Regions from separate parts of the Sus scrofa genome. Here region 2 is linked to region 1. Evidence: chromatin contacts called from public promoter capture Hi-C data. All regions are on one chromosome and are shown on one strand. Each heading gives the region's core, a stretch centred on a gene start, on an enhancer-like site or on the middle of the called end of the contact. The rest is flanking DNA. Distances are from core to core; before and after follow the strand shown. Region 1 holds the start of SNRPA1 (U2 small nuclear ribonucleoprotein A'). Region 2 holds the start of CTDP1 (RNA polymerase II subunit A C-terminal domain phosphatase).

The links. Promoter capture Hi-C pulls out the DNA fragments that hold promoters and counts their contacts.
Region 2: a promoter capture Hi-C map of liver shows a contact between it and region 1, with 2.0 times the contacts expected there. The contact joins the promoter of CTDP1 here to the promoter of SNRPA1 in region 1. A contact is called at or near these places in 1 of 5 promoter capture datasets (liver), 2 of 47 Hi-C or Micro-C datasets (heart right ventricle and liver) and 1 of 2 datasets of contacts at active chromatin or transcription factors (alveolar macrophages).

What each region holds. Positions count from the first base shown.
Region 1 is chr1:145,702,877-145,709,533 of Sscrofa11.1, forward strand. SNRPA1 (U2 small nuclear ribonucleoprotein A') reads left to right here and starts at 4,517. Exons shown (of 9, transcript XM_001925349.7): 1 at 4,517-4,676; 2 at 6,173-6,320. The coding sequence starts at 4,595.
Region 2 is chr1:145,807,226-145,814,030 of Sscrofa11.1, forward strand. It overlaps CTDP1 (RNA polymerase II subunit A C-terminal domain phosphatase), which reads right to left and starts at 4,448. Exons shown (of 13, transcript XM_005660586.3): 1 at 3,756-4,448. The coding sequence starts at 4,060.

The DNA of each region.
Region 1 (6,657 bases), core at 3,267-5,766:
ATGATCTACCAATCCCACTCCTGGGCTATATCCAGGCAAAACTTTCATTGAAAAAGAAACATGCCCCGTGTGTTCATTACAGCACTATTCACAATAGCCAAGACATGGAGACAACCTAAATGCCCACCGATGGATGAATGGATTAAGAAGATGTGGTATGTATACATAATGAAATACTACTCAGCCATAAAAAAGAGCAATATAATGCCATTTGGAGCAGCACGTATGGAACTAGACACCCTATTACTAAGTGAAGTAAGTCAGAAAGAGAAAGACAAATATCATGTATCACTTGAATCTGATATATGACACAAATGAACCTGTCTACATAAAAGAAACAAACTCATGGACGTGGAGAACAGACTTGTGGTTGCCAAGGGGAAGAGGGGAGGAAGTGGGAGCGAGTTTGAGGTTAGTAGATGCAAATTATTGCACTTGGATTGGATAAGCAATGAAATCCTGCTGTATAGCATAGGGAACTATATCTAGTCACTTGTGATGGAACATGATGGAGGATAATGTGAGAAAAAGAATGTGTATATATATGTGTGTGTATGCGTGTATGTATAACTGGGTCACTTTGCTATACAGCAGAATTGACAAAACATTGTAAATCGACTAATAAAAACTTAAAAAAAATAATGTTCATCAACAGATGAATGGATTAAGAAGATGTGGCATATATGCACAATGGAATACTACTAAGCCCTAAAAAGAACAAAATAATGCCATTTGCAGCAACATGGATGGAACTAGAGACTCTCATAATAAGTGAAGTAAGTCAGAAAGAGAAAGACAAATACCGTGTGATATCACTTATATCTGGAATCTAATATATGGCACAAATGAACCTTTCCACAGAAAAGAAACTCATGGACTTGGAGAACAGACTTGTGGTTGCCAAGGGGGAGGAGGAGGGAGTGGGATGGACTGGGAATTTGGGGTTAATGGATGCAAACTATTGCATTTAGAGGGAATAAGCAATGAGATCCTGCTGTATAGCATAGAGAACTATGTCTATCACTTATGATGGAAGATGATGGAGGATAATGTGAGAAGAAGAATGTATATATATATGTGTGTGTGTGTGACTGGATCACGTTTCTGTACAGTAGAAAACTGACAGAACACTGTAAACCAACTATAATGGAAAAAAATCATTTAAAAAATAAATACATAAAAAATAGACACCATTGGCACAGTGAAAAGGCAAACCCACAGAGAAAGAGGGGAAATAGTCACTGTAGTTTTATCTCACAAGGACTCATCTCTAAAAAAATACAGAGCTCCTACAAAGCAGTTAAAAAAAAAAAACCAATTAAAAAATGGGCAAAACTCCCAAACATGTAACAAAAGTTAACCAAATGGATAATAAATATATTTTTTTAATTTTTTTTTTTACCATTCCCACAGAATGCAGAAGTTCCTGGGCCAGCATTTTGTTGGCCAGGGACAGTAGTGTTGTAGACACAGTAGTGACAACACCAGATCCTCAACCATTAGGCTTCCAGGGAACTCCAATAAGTATATTTTTAAAAATTCTCAGAGTTCTTGTCGTGGCTCAGCAGAAACAAATCTGACTAGCATCCATGAGGACACAGGTTCTATCCCTGGCCTCACTCAGTGGGTTAAGGATTCTGCGTTGTGGTAAGCTGTGGTGTAGGTCGCAGACACAGCTCGGATCCCGAGTTGCTTGGCTATGGCTGCGACCAGCAGCTTCAGTTTGGATTCGACCCCTAGCCTGGGAACCTCCATATGCCATGGGTGTGGCCCTAAAAAGACAAAAAAAAAAAAAAAAAAAAAAAACTCAACTATGTTAGTAATTAGGGACATAGAATGAAAACTAGAATGGTAAACCACTGCCAACCTACCAGAATGGCTAAAATAAAAAGACAGATAATACCAAATGCTAGTAAGGAGTACAAACTGGTACAACCCCTTAGGAAAATTAGTACTATCTACTTAAGCTGAAAGTACCTAAACTATTTACTGAAACCAAATAGTCCAGCAATTCCAATTCCAAGTATGTTAGTATATGTGTTCATTTAAAGATACAATGTTAGTAGATGCACTGTTTATAATAGTGCCAAGTTAAAAATTACCCACATGCTCATCCATCAGTGGCAGAATAGACAAATTGTGAAGTATTTACACAATGAGAATAAGTGAACTACAGCTACACACAAACATGTTAAGCAAGAGGCACATGAGGTACAATTTCATTTTGCATAAATACAAAACTAGGCAAAGCCAATCTATGCAAGATGTTAGATTAGTGGTTACAGTGGAGGCAAGGGTGTGGCTGGCAGAGAGCAAGAGGGTGCTTCTGGAATGTGTAATGTCCTCTTCTTGATCTGGATGCCAGTTGCTTGGGTATGTGTGGTTTGCAGTGTGCTGCATGTATATCACACTTCAATACAAAGTTCAAAAGGAATCCATTCCAGAAGAATTGGAGAGCTAAATGTGAAAAGTGTTGAGCCTCTGGTAGTTAGCATAGAAAAATATTTTGGAGATGAGGGAAAATGTCTCAAGACACATGTGCACACACACATAAATTGAACATAAAAATAAAATTCTGGTCATTTAAAAACACTGTTAACGGTGGAAAGCTCAGTAAGCAGAATCTAGATAACGATACCTAGGTTCCAGACCTAGATAACCATAGTAAAACTCCAAAAGAGGGAGTTCCCTTCATGGCTCAGCGGTTAACGAATCCGACTAGGATCCACGAGGATGTGAGCTGGATCCCTGGCCTTGCCAGTGGGTTAAGGATCCAGCGTTGCCATGAACTGCGGTGTAGGTCACACACATGTCATGGATCTGGCATTGCTGTGGCTGCAGTGTAGGCTGGCAGCTGTAGCTCCGATTCACCCCCAGCCTGGGAACTTCCATATGCTGAGAGTGCAGCCCTAAAAAGCAAACAAACAAAAAAAGACCAAAGACACCATTGTCAATGGGGAGGGCCTTCTCAGCCAAGAATTTCTTCCTCCAAAGTCTCTTATTTAATTGGACCATTTGAAAGCTCAGGATGGGTTGGCAGATTGTATTGTTTTTGTTTTTTTGCAAAATAGGCGAGGCAGTCACATTTCTTATCCTTCTGATTAAAATTACAGCCCAGATTATGATTTTGGTGATTTGGGAAATAAGATGTTTTCTTAAACAGACCAAAATGTACTAAAATTTGTGTTTTGCAGCTTGATGATGTATACGAGGACAGTATTTTGGCTTCCTGTGAGGTGTTTGGTATTTAGGAAGTTTAAACTACTACCCCCCAAAAAAGAGTAAAAGGCAAGCCATATAGTATGCTCACACTCAGAATATATAAAGAAATCTTAAAAGGAATAAGAAAAAAGAAAACCCACTAAGAAAAAAAATGGGAGAAAGACTTGAATGGGCACTTTGTAAAAAAATATCAGAATGGACAATATGCTTAACTATTATTAGAAAAAAGCAAATGAAAGCAATAGTGCACTGGTACTCACCAGAATTGCTAAAATTATGAAGACTGACAGTGCAAATGAGGTTAATGTTGGCAAGTGATGGAAACCCTTACACACCACTACAGTGTGGAAATGATTCCAGCCTCTTGGAAGTTATCATCAGGCAGTACCTATCAATAATACCACACACTTTGTCTCCTTAGTTTCACTCCTGGAAAAGTTCAGGCACAGGTGCATGCGATCCACGTACAACAAAATTCATAGCAGCATTATGCAGACTAGCCCCAAGCTGGAAACAAACCTAATGTCCATCGACAGCGAAATGGATTGTTATGGTGTAAGAGACGCAATAGAATTCTATACAGCAGCAAGTAAGCAAATCATTGCTGCCTGCAACCTGGATGGATTTTAGGCATGACACAGAGCCAAAGAAACCAGATACAAAAACAGATTGCATCATTCTCTTTATATAAAAGTAAGCAAAACTAATCTATGGTGACGGATTCGTAGTTCCCTTTGGGGAATGAAGGAGTCTCCGAATTTCAGGACCCCAGCAGCAGCCACCCAAATGTGCTCACTCTGTGGGCATTTGTCATGTTGCAGACTTTAGATCTGCACACTTCCTGTGTTATCAGGCTTCAGCATGAATATCTAATTGTCTAGAGAGGGCAGGCCTGACTGCAAACTAGACCAGTGCGGAAGACCCAGGCTTGGTCTTCATGGTGTCACCCGGATGCCAAAGCCCGGGACCCATCACTGAATCCCATGGGCGGAGTGAAAGCAGTCACTGCCTCCCTTTCACCTCTAGGTGTCCTGACGCACGCGAAAGTTCCACTCGTGGGCTTTCACTCTTTATTAACTTGCGGACACAAATATCTGGACTCGGGGGCACTGCAGGCCGAAGCTGCACAAGAGGAACGAACTCAGAACCAGATGCGCCGCGGAGAGCGCGGGAGCTAAAGCCCAAAAGCTGTGCCCGAGCCCGGGGGCGGGGCCGATCACGGAGGAAATGGCTCCTCGATTGATTAGGCCTGGGAGCCGCGCTGTTAGCACACGCCGGAAGCGATTGATGCTGCCTGGCGGCGGGCGCGGGGTACGCCGGGACGTCGGTGCGGCGGGAGGAGCGGGAGACACTGCAGGCGGGAGGCGACAGGATGGTGAAGCTGACGGCGGAGCTGATCGAGCAGGCGGCGCAATACACCAACGCCGTGCGGGACCGCGAGCTGGACTTGCGAGGTGAGTCGGGCGGGGGCGGGCGGCCCGGCCTCCCCGCCCGCTCGGCGGCCTGCGCCCGCCGCGTGCGCGAAGGGCGGGAACGTGGCCTGGGGCGTGCGTCCCGGTTCCTACCCCGGCTGAGTCCCGCTGTCGTCGGCGAAACGCCGACCCTGGACTCCTTCGAGGCTCTCCTTAGCCCAGCCCCCACCGCCCGGGACCGCCTCGATGCTTGGGTCAGACCGCGGGGCCGGTGCCGGGCCTGCCGAGTGACCTGAGCCGTTGGGGGGCGGGGAAGTACACGCCTGCGGGGTGGGCTGAGCCGTTGGGGTGCTGAGCCGTGTTTGTGATCCTCGTGCGGACCGAGATACGGTAAAGTGAAGTCATGAGAATATAGGTTGGGTATGGGACGGAGGAAGTGAAGTCCGGAGCAAAAGCGATTTTTTTTCCCGGCTTTTCCTCCTCCTTAGCTTCAAGGATCTATTTCCCTTTTGCCAAAACCTTTCAAAGAGCAGACTGTTTCAGCCACGCTAGGGCTGCCGGATGTCTTGCGTCTATAAGGGAGGCGGAAGTCCTCCAGACTATTAGATTCCTGTGGCAACTCGTCTGCATAGTAGGAGAGGCTTTAGAAAGGGTGTGAAGGACGACTTCTCCGGGGTTAAGTGTTGGCTTGAGATCCACCCCCACGGGGGAGAACACCGTCTCAGGAGCAGCACTGCTGCGGGCCCTGCTTTCTGCTTGCTTTTTTGTTTGCTGACATAGTACTTTCGTTTTGTTGAAATTAAATATCATAGGTTCGACTCAAGAGTAACCCACCGCTTTCATACTCTTGGCACAGGCTGATGTCTGCCTGAGTTTGAAGTGCATCCGGTGTTGAGAATGCTCGTTTTGGTACAGCACTTAACTTTGAGCCTTTAGAGCTCTGAAATGTGTACTTATTTAACCTTGCCTAGGTTAACTTCTTTTCTTCTCCTAGCACCTAAGACAATAATTATGCCCCTAGAAGACAAATCAGTGAGCGTTTGAGTGAGTTGTTCACAAGGTGATTTACCATTGTGTACAAATTGACCTTCAACTCTGGGTTGGGCCTCTGGGAGGTGAGAGAAGTGGGAACTGTCATGATACGAAGATATCCAAATGAGTTCTGGGAATCTGACCTGTGGAAATGCAAAAAAGGTTGGGAGCTATTACTGTCCACAATACGTGGACAAGGCTTGGACACTGACAGTAGGCAGCTCACAGTGTAAAGTCCTGTTAGGCCACTTCATTAGCTTTGGGGCCTTGCTTAGAACAATACAAGGCACCTTGTAAGTATACTTGGAAATGTTAGCTACCTATTAGTATTACTGTTAGCGAGTATTCTCATCTTTATTGCCCTTGTAATCAACCAGTGCTTTGGCAGTGTTTGGCACAGCATAGGTGCTAGATAAACAACTTTCTGATTGAATGAAAGCTTTGAGTCCAATTACCATGAAATGCTGCTAATGTTTCCTTGTGTGTTTTTTCCCTCCTTTCTCCAGGGTACAAAATTCCTGTCATTGAAAATCTAGGTGCTACCTTAGACCAATTTGATGCCATTGATTTTTCTGACAATGAAATCAGGAAACTAGATGGTTTTCCTTTGCTGAGAAGACTGAAAACATTGTTAGTGAACAACAATAGAATATGGTAAGTGTCTACTAGTGGAAAGTAATTTTTGTTCCCCTAGAGTAAATGTAGCAGAGTTCCATAAAGAAGTTGCAGTATTGCCAGTTACACCTACGTATTTCTTAAATGGAAAATGAACTACACTTTTCCCATACAGATCCAGAGATGAATTTGGTATTGGTCTGGTCTTACTTGCATCTATTCAGAAATCTTGTATTATTTATGTATTCATGGTACATTTCTAATTTAAGTTAAAAACCTACTGCTTTGGGGAGTTCCCATTATGGCTCAGCAGGTTAAGAACCCAGCTAGTATCCATGAGGATCTGGGTTCAATCCCTGGCTTTGCCTGGTGGTTT
Region 2 (6,805 bases), core at 3,198-5,697, 100 kb after region 1:
AAATCTATTTATAATATTTAGGGAGTATATCTATCTTTTAAAACATGATGCAAATACTATAAAATTGATCTGTTTTATTTTCTCTAGATTCTCACTCCCATATATAGGCCTTTTATATAAAGTCATTTTCCTGAGACAAATTGACATGGTACACATCACTTGTTATTAACTGAAAATTCACTCAATCCCTGTAACCAGATGTTTGATAGCACAGACTCCACTTTAAAATTAACTTTAAAGAAAACATGAAAATGGAGATAAATCTAATTTAAAGAACACTACAATTTCTTAAAGGCTACCTATCATGTTTTAGGAAGACATGCTTCAAAGCCCATTTGGTTCAAAGGAGTATATTTAAAAGATCTGACAAGATGACAAAAAATCAGAAGTGTAGCAAAAATAAATCACATGTGTACATAGAACCAGGAAATGAAAAGGCCAATGGTTTATTGCTAACCGAACACTGGAAAACAAAACAAATATCCATCTGAAGTACAGACTAAGTATAATGGGTTCAATTAAACAAAGTGACAATTTCTAAAGTTTCAGACATTAAGTGTCTTTAAATGAGTAATCTTTTAAAGAGGACAAATGTCCATGGCCAATGATAAAATGTTTTAACTGAAATAACTGACTAATTCATTAAGATTCTTTTTTTTCCCCCTTTCTTTTTACAGCTGCACCTGTGGCATATGGAAGTTCCCAGGCTAGGGGTGGAATTGGACCTGCAGATTGCTGGCCTACACCACAACCACAGCACTGCCAGATTCAAGTCACATCTGCAATCTATACCACAGTTCAAGGCAATGCCAGATCCTCAACCCACTGAACAAGGCCAGGGACTGAACCTGCATCCTCATGGAGACTACGTTGGGTTCTCAGCCTGCTGACCCACAATGGGAACTCCAAGACTCTACAGATACCAGGATGAAAAAGTAATCCCCTTGCTTCCCAGGTAAGACTTCTGCAGACAATTATTTCACTGTACCAACTGAACTGCATTTAGAATTTTAAAATAGCCTCACTAATTTCAAACACTGAAATGGGGTACTAATCTCAGGTTGCACTCTATTCTAAGGGTTTTTTTTTTTTTTTGCTTTTTAGGACTGCACCCATTGCATATTGAGGTTCCCAGGCTAGGAGTCGAATGGGAGAGCTGCAGCTGCCGGCTTACGCCACAGCCACAGCAATGTGGGATCCAAGCCGCCACATCTTTGACCTATACCACAGCTCAAGGCATCAAGGGACCCTTAAACCATTGATGGAAGCTGGGGATCGAACCTGCAACCTCAAATCTAAGATTTCCTATTTTAAAAGCCAGAGACAATAATGGTGCTTTTATTGGAATGGTTTTCACTTTATTCAGTAATACTTTTGTCCTGCTCCTCAGTTGACTCCCTCCAAACTCTGGCTGAGCTGCACCTTCTCCCTGAAGACAGAATGGCTACTGGACACAGATAAAGCTGGTCAGGTGTCAGTAAAAGATGCAAACACACACCTACACAGCCTCTTCCTGTGTCGGTCTTTATCTCATATTTCTTCCCTGATTATTTTAGATTTATATTTTCCTTTTCTTTGGAGTCTTCAATGTATGCCTATGAATAACAGGAAAAAAAAAAAAAAAGCAGACTTGGGATGGGGACATCATCAAGAAAACAATTAACAGATTTAGTTTCTGGCAGATGGTGCCTTGTCAGAATATTCCCAAATCAAAATAATTTCAACTCACATACATGTTATGAAGACAGAAACAGACTCTCATTCCATTCACTTCCCACACTGGGGTGCTTTGGATGAAACACGGCCCAAGGAGAGAGCAGCACGGAGGAGCCAGGGGAAGCCTCACTCAGCAGGGCCGACGCCGGCACATCAGAGCCCCTGCCTCTGTCAGAGGAGCAAGGATAGTCCCCACCACCACCTGACAGCATGAAGTACTACAAAAACATACAATCCTGTTCGAGGTCCCGAGAGTAATCTAGTGATTATTTTAACTCCACCCCAAGGCAGGATTTTTAAGTTTCTAGAAACGTTCACTGCCTGAGAACCACCTCTGATGTGGTCAGGATGAGCCTTGCTGATGACAGCAATGACAGAGACAGGGTGACTCCAGCTAGGTGAGCCCAGCTCTGGTCTGGTACTTTACACATACCTCGCACACCTGTGTTCCAGGAGAAATGCTATCACTCTTCAGATTCTCAAAAGGCCCTGTGATGAACCTCTGCAGATCTGAGATCTCAAATACACAAAACACACAAGACAGAAAACTACTCCCAGCTGGGAATTTGTCAGAAGATTGTTTTCTCAGCTGATTGGTGAGTTTACTGTATTGGGTTACTCAGACTTGCGGGACTGATCAACACACTGTACATGAAGTCTCATTAACTGCTGTGACAGCCACTGGCCTGTCTGGGCCCTGGCGGCCTTTTCTGAGCAGTCAGAGGAACAGAACAGCATGGAGAGGAGTTCTTTCCCTCAGGGATTTTCTACACAGTGAAACACCAGCATCATGCTGCACCTTCATCATTTAGCTGACGGATTTACAGGCTCATTAGTGCCCAAGCAATGGTCAGGTAAGACTTGACTTCAAAGCCATGCTAACAGCATAGTAGTGTGTTAAACACACCAGCACAGCGAGCCCCTCCCTTCTAAAGGAGGCCAAGCAGATGGCTCCAGTGGAGGATGCAGCCTAGGCCACCCCGCCTGCATTCAGTGGGCAGGTACTGGCAGGCGAGCAGTAGGCTGAGGACTAGGCTCTACCTCCCAAGATGACAGAGACATAGATGGAGAAGGAGGCTCCCCGCGGTTGGGGAGGAGGTGGTTCTATCCTGGTCATTCGCTTCTGTGTGAATGGAGCAGAAGAGGCTCAACAACCAGAGGTCACTCAGTCCACAGGGGGAGTAGCAGGATGAGAGTGGGCAGAAAGGGAGCACTCAGGGCATACTGTGGCCTCCACAGAGGTAAGGTAAACAGGAGCCACTACAACAGGAGTCGGGAATGCTCGCCTGCCCCAGGTTCTGTTCCTGAAAACAACCACATGTATATACACCTTTGCACACAGCACTGGTAAACTTAGAAAAATATGAACTGACGAGCTCATACACTTCAAAGAAGAAAAAAAGTCATGCTACATGGTTAAAACAGAGGTACCCACAGCAAAAGCCTATTGTAGGAGGGTGTACTACTACTTTGCACACTGACCTACTTGTGCCAAAGCTGCACCCCCCTTCCTAAGCTTGATGCAGAACTACACTAGGTATTACAGGCAACGTTTCACGGGGTCTAACTAGGATCTAAAGAAGTGCACACCTCCCAACAGTTATTACCACGACAACCAGCATGGAGCATGTCTGATTCCTCCTGTACTCGCTATAGACCCATGTTTTCCTAATTTACAAACGTGCAATCCTATCACAGAAAAAAGAAGGGAACACAACCGTTTTCTAAAGAATTCAATTTTGGTAGTTGAGAACTTTAAAAAAAAAAAAAAAAAACCCAGCCGCCTCTGATTATTAAGTCACAAGTAGTGACTATCGTCTGACCTTAGAAAAACATGCAGACACACAACAGTGGGCCTTACATTCTAAAGCTCTCCCCAAGTGCATCCCGTTCAACTGCAGCCTCAGAGACTTTTCCTACCCAGTTCCCAGCTCAGGACCCCCTCCTGTCCCCGGCCCTTCTTCCCTCTCCCGGCCCAGAACCTCTTTCCAACCCGGCCGCCCCGCCCGGCCCGGCCCCGTCCTCCCCTTCCCACTCACCCGGGGACCACCACCTGGCCCGGCTGCGCGCACAGTTCCCGAACCACACCAGCGCGCTCCGACCTCAGTCTGCGTTCGGTACGCACGCAGCTCCCAGAGCTCGCGCGGGCAGGAGCGGGCCCGGCGGGCTGCGCGGAGGTTGCGGCCTCGCACACAGCCAGCACCGAGCCGATGCGTACGGCTGCGCCCGCCGCCACCTTCCACTCGAGTAGGCGCAGCGGCCCGGGGCCGGGACAGCGCACCTCGGCCACCGCCGGCGGCGGGGCGCCCTCGGTGGGAACGCGGCCGCCGGGCGGCGCCTCCATCGCAGCTGGGCGGAGTTGCTGTGGAAAAGCGGCGGCGGACGCTCAGGGCCCGGCGCCCATCGCGGGCTGGCGGGCGACCCAGGCCCAGGCGGAGGTGGCGGCAGCTGCGGAGCACCGATTCTCTCCCCGGCACCGGCTCCCACCCGCCGCCCGTTCCCCGCCGACTTCCGGGACAGCGTGCGATGTCACGTGCCGCCGCGTGCGTGCGCGGATGCACTGAGGACCCGAGTTAAAAACCACGCCCACGCGGGGCCCTAGAGGTCCTGCACCAGCCACGGGCAGTGAGCCCCATCCTAGAACTACACCTATGGGGCTGATTCCGGTGGAAACAGTGTTCTTAGTCCCCATCCGTCCCACGAACACCAGCGTCTGGGATCGCGGGTCCCAGCATACAACGCGCACCCCCCCCCCCATCAAACGCTGAGGTTGGACGTCGTGGTGGGACTACAATTCCCGGCGTGCAATGCGCCCCTCTGTGTCACGAGTTCCCATCAGGCACAGCGGCTGGGGCTTACAATGAGAGTCTGTATCCTGCAGTTCCCCTGGGCTGCTGAGATCCAGTATACTGAGAACTAAAATATCGGTATGCACGGTGCTTGGCTGTCTCACAGTCCTCCATTTGCTGAAGTCTTGGGGGTGTCTTTGGACTACAAGGCTGAAGTCCCGGCATGCAACTTGCCTCTGTCCCAGAAACACCGTCAGGCTCTGCGGTCCCAGCATGCAACGCGGGGCGCTGACCCACGACTCCTCTCGCTGGCGTTGAGGCTGGCTGCCTGTGGGACTGCAAGGCCTAGGGTGCGCCACCGGTGCGCTGCTGTCCCATGGGTTCCAGTGGGGCGTTTGGAATTCCGGCATGCCACGCGGGTTTCGTGGAGCTGCTGTCCTAGCATGCGGAGCGCGGTTGGGATTTGGAACCTGGTGGGCGCCAGGTTCCCTGCATCCCCCAAGAGTGCCTGTTTTGGGGTCTTCTTTGGTTCCGACCCTCCCCGCACTGTCCCAGCCCTCTTGCCCTGGTGCCCGCCTGGGGAGACTGGAACCACCTGGAGACCAGCCTTTGGGAGGAGTGGACGTGGTGGACTGCGGCTGCCCTCAAGGTCTTTCTTGATTCGATTTTTGAAGAGCTGCACTCTCTGGCGGGAACTGGACAGAAGCACCTGTCCCAACAACAGAACCCTTAGGTGCATGAAGCAGAAACTGATGTAATTTAAGGGAGGCAGACAACTCAACAGTAGTATGTGCATAACTATGTTGTACTTTGCTTTATTTCACTTTGTGGATACTGCATTTTTTCACAAGTTAAAGGTTTGTGGCAGCCCTGTATGGAGCCAGTCTATCGGCACCATTTTTTTGTAAAAGCATTTGCTCATTTCATGTCTGGGTCACGTTTTGGTATTTCTCACAATATTTCAACTTTTTAATTATTATTTGTTATGATTATCTGTGATTAGTGATCTTTGATGTTACTATTATAATTGTTTTGGGGGTATGCCCTGGTAAGATAGTGAACTTAATTGGTAAATGTTGCGAGTGTTCTGATTGCTGCACTGACCAGCCTTTCCTCCCATCTCGCTCCCTCCTCTCTGCCCTCTAAGTGTAATTAGGCAGATTAATAAACCATAATGGCCTCTAAGTGTTCAAGTGAAAGGAAGAGTCGCACATCTCTCACTTTAAATCAAAAGCTGGAGATGATTAAACTCAGTGAGGAAGGCATGTCAAAAGCTGAGATAGGCCGAAAGCTAGGCCTTTTGCGCCAAACAGTTAGCCAAGTTGTGAATGCAAAGGAAAAGTTCTTGAAGGAAATTAAAAGTGCCACTCCAGTGAACACACGAATGATAAGGAAGCGAAACAGCCTTATTGCAGATATGGAGAAAGTCTTAGTGGTCTGGATAGAAGATCAAACCAGCCACAACATTCCCTTAAGCCAAAGCCTAATCCGGAGCAAGGCCCTAACTCTCTTCAACTCTATGAAGGCTGAGAGAGGTGCGGAAGCTGCAGAGGAAAAGTTTGAAGCCAGCAGAGGTTGGTTCATGAGGTTTAAAGAAAGAAGCCGTCTCCATACCGTGAAAGTGCAAGGTGAAGCAGCAAATGCTGATGTAGAAGCTGCATCAAGTTATCCAGACCTAGTTAAGATAATTAAGGAAGGTGGCTACACTAAACAACAGATTTTCAATGTTGATGAAACAGCCTTATATTGGAAGAAGATGCCATCTAGGACTTTCATCGCTAGAGAGGAGAAGTCAATGCTTGGCTTTAAAGCTTCAAAGGACAGGCTGACTCTTTTGTTAGGGGCTAATGCAGCTGGTGACTTGAAGCTGAAGCCAATGCTCATTTACCATTCTGAAAACCCTAAAGCCCTTAAGAATTATGCTAAATCTACTCTGCCCGTGCTCTATAAATGGAACCACAAAGCCTGGATGACATCACATCTCTTTACAACATGGTTTACTGACTATTTTAAGCCCACTGTTGAGAACTACTGCTCAGAAAAAAAGATTCCTTTCAAAATACTACTGCTTATTGACAATGCACCTGGTCACCCAAGAGCTCTGATGGAGATGTATAATGAGATTAATGTTGTTTTCATGCCTGCTAACACAATGTCCATTTTGCAGCCCATGGATCAAGGAGTCATTTCAACTTTCAAGTCTTACTACTTAAGAAATACATTTCGTAAAGCTATAGCTGCCATAGACAGTGATTCCTCTGATGGATCTGGGCAAAGTAAATTGAAAACCTTCTGGAAAG